Linked DNA regions of Gossypium hirsutum: region 2 is linked to region 1. Evidence: chromatin contacts called from public Hi-C data. All regions are on one chromosome and are shown on one strand. The core of a region is the stretch at or near the end of the contact, and the rest is flanking DNA. Distances in the headings are between cores, read along the strand shown.

Region 1 (2,700 bases), core at 194-2,693:
TATTTTGAGACAACTTAACATATTAATTCTTACCTAAATTATAAAATTTTTCTGAGATTGATACTTAAACTTTTTTTGTCACAAGTGATATCTAAACTACTATTTTTTCCAAGTTGGTACCTCCATTAGTCAAACCATTAAGTTTATTTAAAAAATGCTTAACCTACAAAATACTACTTAAATTATGTCATTATTTTTCATTTGTGTACCTAAACATTATTTTTCACAAGTGGTGACTAAATTTTTTTTCCAAGTTGGTATCTCTATTAATTCGATGGTTAGTCAAACCATTAAATCTATTTAACAAAAAAAGATAACCAATTAAAAAATGCCATGCCAAAAAAAAAGATAAAAAAAATATTATTTTTCTTTTTTCATCCTCTCTCATCTTGAGCTTCTTCTACAAATGTAAGCATTTAGAACTTCATGATTTTGATCAAGGTTTTAAAAACCAGATTGATGGTCAAAGCCGTCTAGCCACCAATTCCTAGTTTGATTGATTCGATCAAATAAATTATTAAAAATTTAAAAATAGTGAAAATTGGTTCAACACTTTTTCTAGCTCGGTTCAACTAGTTTGTATTGGTTTGCAAGTCAATTTGATCAACTCTTATCTTTAAATCAGTACCCTAGTTGATACCCGATGCAACTGGGCAGTTCAATTCTGAATAGACTAGTTTTGATCTATGAATGAATTATTTCTATTCCGTTAAGTCGAACAAGTAGGCGATGAAGTTCAAAAATAGAATTAATTGTCAGCGTCTCAATCTTAAGAGGGAGGGAAAATTTCGAGCATTGTTGGCTTTGCCAGATATTATAAAAGAAGAAGAAAGGGAAAAAAGACAATAGAAAAAAGGAAATAATAAAATAATAAAAAATATTTTTATATGATGAGGCAATTTATTATTGGTTGAAATTTTTTTAATAGATATAAAATAAATAATAAAAAATAAAATACTATTTATAAAGAAAAATTAAATATCAAATTAAAAAAGTGTAAATATTAATTTGTGGGTTAAGGTTTTTTTAAAAATAGATTTAAGAGATTCAGATTAAAAAAAGTAAATATAAAAAAATATTTTAAAAAAAAAAGTAATTTTATTATCTTTACAGACTTGCATATATAAAATGGATAGCTGCAAGACCCCACCTCCTCACCGTTTCCCATTCCTTTTCTTTCCCTCTTCCAAGTCGGTAGCTTTAGGTCAAGGATTTTATTTTATTTTTATTCAAAAGGACCTACCTGTATTTAATTTAATCCAATGTGAAGAGACGAGTAAAAGACTGAGAGCCTGAGCCTAGATCTTATTGACAAAACCACAAAAATAATAACACTTTTACTATATTCTTAAATCTTAATGGAGGTTGTGTCCTCATTGAGGCATTGGCTAGAGAATCCAGCATTACACGCGTTCAACTTAAAGCAAATTGCCGCGTGTCAGAACATATTGTCAGTCTAAGTTTATCTCCACCTTCACCTTCTATAAATATAAAACCCTGTCAGTCTCCTTTCTATAACCCCCTTCTCAAATTTCTAAAGCTATTGAAGAAGAATGGCAAGTCCCTCCATTACTTTTCTCTTGCTTTCGCTTCTATGCATTGTTTGCGAGGCCAGATCTCCAACTGCTGCAAGATCAGGTGCCTCAAATTTCATCAAGGCTTCATGTAGTGCCACCTAATATCCATCACTTTGCATCCAATCTCTCGCAGCTTTTGCCCCTTCAATCCAGCGGAGCCCACGCCAACTGGCTCAGACTGCCCTTTCGGTGAGCCTAGAGAGGACTAAGTCCACCCAGGCATTCGTCTCCAAAATGAAGAAATTCAGGGGACTTAAGAGGAGGGAATATGAAGCAATCAAAGATTGCATTGAGGAGATGAGTGAGAGCGTGCACAGGCTGAGCAAATCAGTACAAGAGCTCAAGTACATGGGTCAAGCCAAGGGTCAGGATTTCTTGTGGCACGTTAGCAATGTGGAGACCTGGGTTAGTGCTGCACTAACCGATGAGAACACTTGTGTTGATGGGTTCGCAGGAAGGGCTTTGGATGGTAAGATTAAGGCCTCCATCGGAGCTCGAGTCATTAATGTCGCTCAAGTCACCAGCAATGCTTTGTCATTGGTTAACCAGTTTGCCTCCAAGCAGTGATCAACCTAGCCGCTAGTTGCTCTTGCAGTAAAGTTGGAAAAAAAAAAGTGGTCCAGTTGTAGTCATGGTTTACTTTAGAGGGCTAGCTTTTGGTCAGTTTTGTCATGTGGTTTGGTCTTGAATCCCTTTTTTAAGTGTAAGAATATGAATATGAATATGAATGAAAGTTTTTATTGGCAACAAGATCGTGTTCTCATTGCTATAATGGACGGTGCTTAGACATTGAGCTCTGTTACCCTTTTTATTTTGCTAAATCATTAACTACCGTGATCTACTGTACAAGTGGCTTGGAATGTTGTCTTGGGGGGTGAGCTTGGAATTAAAGAATTTTAATGCTAATTGCCGTGATTTACGGATAGATCGAAAAATCCTATATAATTTTCAACATTACGGGCTTAGCTTAGGTATAACATTCAAAAACCAACACCTTATCTTATAATTATTTGAATTGAAAAACCTAACACCTTATTAAAATCTTATAAATAGCATTTTCACTAGGAAAACATATCATGTCTTCAAGTAAGAGGCCTTGCATATATTTCCTGCAATCTAAGTA
Region 2 (2,909 bases), core at 69-2,568, 100 kb after region 1:
CAATTATTAGCCTCAATTTCATATACTATTCAATTTAATACATACAACTTTCTATTTACAATTTTTCACATTAGAGCCCAAACATTTACATTTTATTCAATTTGGTCTTTAAGACCAAAACAAGCTTATTTCACATAATTAAACTTTATAACCGTTATAACAAAATTACAAATATCCCAAATTGGTTGTCACATGCTAAAATTTCACAAGAAAATCATGTCTAATTTATTTCATTTTCAATTAAACCCTTAAACTTGAAAATTATACAAAATCACTTAACAAAATATTTCTATTAAACACCCAAATATCATATTCTACAATTAACATCCAAATCATTTAAACTTACCAATGGTCTATTTTCTATACTTTGCTAATTTCACAAATTAGTCATTGTACTAGCTATATTAAATTACAATGATCTCAAAAGCATAAAAATTATCAAAATCGAGCAAGAATTTACATACCATGCAATTAGATTTTAGTCCAGCCAAAACCAAACACCTTCAATGGTGTTTCTATTCTGATATTTGATATTTAGGTGGAGAATTCCATTAAGGAAGATGATACTATTCTTACATATATTAAATTTAAGTTTTATTTAATAAATTACTTACTTGCCCTTTTAATAGAACATGCAAATTTAACAAACATCTAACCCTTAGCCGTCCACTACAATTAGAATAGGTATAATTATCATTTAAAGCCACAACTTTAAAGTTTAATAGCTATTTAACACTTTTAACTAATAAATTCTAACTTTCGTAACCCTTACGATTTAGTTCTTTTTCTTTAATTAACTAACTAAACGCCAAAATTACCTAACCAAATTTTAATACACCTATATAATCACTCTGTAAATATTTAATAAAAATATTTACGGGCTTGGTTTATAGAAACGAGGTCTCGATATCTCATTTTCTAAAACCACTTGACTTAACTAATCATTCAATTAACTAAAAATTTCAATTCAAAATTCACTATAATACTATATTTGACTCGTAAATATTAAATAATAATATTGGTGGATTCTCTCATCAAATTTGTGATTTGTAAACTACTGTTTCCAACACCACTGAAAAACGGACTGTTACAACACAATTTTCGCAGTAATGAGTTATAGTGACCACTGCAATTTAGCACTTCCATTACGATTTTCATTTTAAATAAACAAGCAACAATAGTTATCACACGGAAAAAAAAAGAAGAGAAAAATGTTAAGATTTTTTATTTCCTGTTGCCTCCTTGTAATAAAAATAAACAAATAAAGTATGAGTAGGCTTAAAATAGTTAAAAAAATGGCCCATAGCGATATCAGGCTTAACGTGAACAACCATATAATTGGTAGCTTGTGGAATAGGCACCACAAAAAATAAAGCATTTGCATATTAGAGGGATTGACTTAGCATTTTCCTTATCCTCAAGAATCTATGCAAGGAGAGCATATCATATTATTTTAAACAATAAATCAATTAGAATTTTGTAAGTAGTAGAAGAGTTCTTCTCTGCTGAGGCAGTGAAGCAAAATCAACCCCCTCAAAGAAAGGAGCCCAAAGCAGTGAATAAAGAGATATGTTACAGAATCTTAAATTCTTACAACCCACCCCACAGCTACTTCAACCTCCAACTTCAGCTGCCCCTCTCCCACAGCTCCATTCCACTTGTTTTCCCATTCTGAAACAGTTCAAAATCTCCCGGCGAGAGCTTACAATTTGTAGCAACTCCTCACTGCTTCTTCTCTTAGGTTCTCAAGCCCTTGAGTCTAAGGCAAAGGCTGAAGAAAGTTCACCCAACGATAATCAACAGAAAGAAGAGAATGTTGCTACCCCTAATCCTAACTGCAGCAACAAAGTTCCTACCAAACGAGCTTTTCTTGATATAGCAATTGATGGAGAGCCCGTTGGCCGCATTGTTATTGGACTATATGGAGATGATGTTCCGGTAGGGGCAGCCACGTTTGGTAGTATAGTTAGTGGAGCTGCTGGAATTAGCTACAGACGAAAAGAGTTCGTTAAGATTATGCCAAACTACGTGCAACATGGTGGGTTGAGATCATATGGTGTTGATGCTGAGCTTGCCAAGAGAAGTGGAAGCAATCTGGCCGTTGAAAATTTGCGAGAGGAGTGGGAGAGAGAGTATGAAAAGTGTCCAGGAGTTAAGAACTTGGCTGGAACGGTGAGCATACTGGTGAGGGATCCCTCCAAGCCGCCTCCCAAGCTAAAGCTGGTTGCACGAAAGGGGAAGCTGGAGATTGATGAAGAGGAGATTGGAACCGATCCTAATGGCACAGAGTTTGTGATTTCTATCATGGATTCACCAGAACTGGATGCTTCTGCTCTTGTAATTGGACAAGTGTTGGATGGAATGGAGGTTGTAAAGAGAATTGGACAAGTCAAGACTGTTCAAGAGAACACTGCTTCTCCTTATTTCAGGTATGCTTTCCGACTCATGGCAATTTGATTTTGTTAATTGAATGTGATCTGCCTCAGAGAGGTTGATTCAACATTTCTTTGGGAGTTGGGACCATTTAGACTAAAAATAGATGCTTTGTGTTTGGTGAGCAGAGTGGCCAAGCTAATAGGCGATAAAAGAGCTGTTGTGGCAGAAAGAGGCTTCAATCGTCCCTACGCAAAGGTGGTAATCAACAACTGTGGCTTGATGGACTGAATAAAATCTCCTTTGCATGCTTGCTTTCTCATATTGTTTCAATTTTTGAATGAAGGGTGACCAGTTCTATGGTTATGAGATAAATACAAGTATTTCTACAATTGTATTTCTAATAAACCCCCATGAAATTCTATCAATGTCAATTGCCCAAATTTAGGTATTTTACTAAAATATTACAAAAAATAATAAAAATACCAAAATAATATTAACTTTTTTTATTTACCAAAATAATACAAAAAAATAAA

What was found. A called contact is a pair of places that touch in the nucleus more often than the background predicts.
Region 2: a Hi-C map of leaf shows a contact between it and region 1, with 1.7 times the contacts expected there. The contact joins the promoter of LOC107949649 here to the enhancer-like site in region 1. A contact is called at or near these places in 11 of 34 Hi-C or Micro-C datasets (anther, callus, cotyledon and 3 more).

What each region holds. Positions count from the first base shown.
Region 1 is chrD03:42,944,293-42,946,992 of Gossypium_hirsutum_v2.1, forward strand. It overlaps the pseudogene LOC107949652. Among protein-coding and RNA genes, the nearest start is that of LOC107949651, 4.4 kb to the right of the region's middle. Within about 2 kb of position 1,444, at least 6 of the 9 cell types and tissues checked have an H3K27ac peak or open chromatin away from gene starts, as enhancers often do. A contact at or near this core is called in cotyledon and leaf, where this site is marked.
Region 2 is chrD03:43,048,726-43,051,634 of Gossypium_hirsutum_v2.1, forward strand. LOC107949649 (peptidyl-prolyl cis-trans isomerase CYP26-2, chloroplastic) reads left to right here and starts at 1,319. Exons shown (of 2, transcript XM_016884380.2): 1 at 1,319-2,429; 2 at 2,562-2,801. The coding sequence starts at 1,570. The coding sequence ends at 2,664.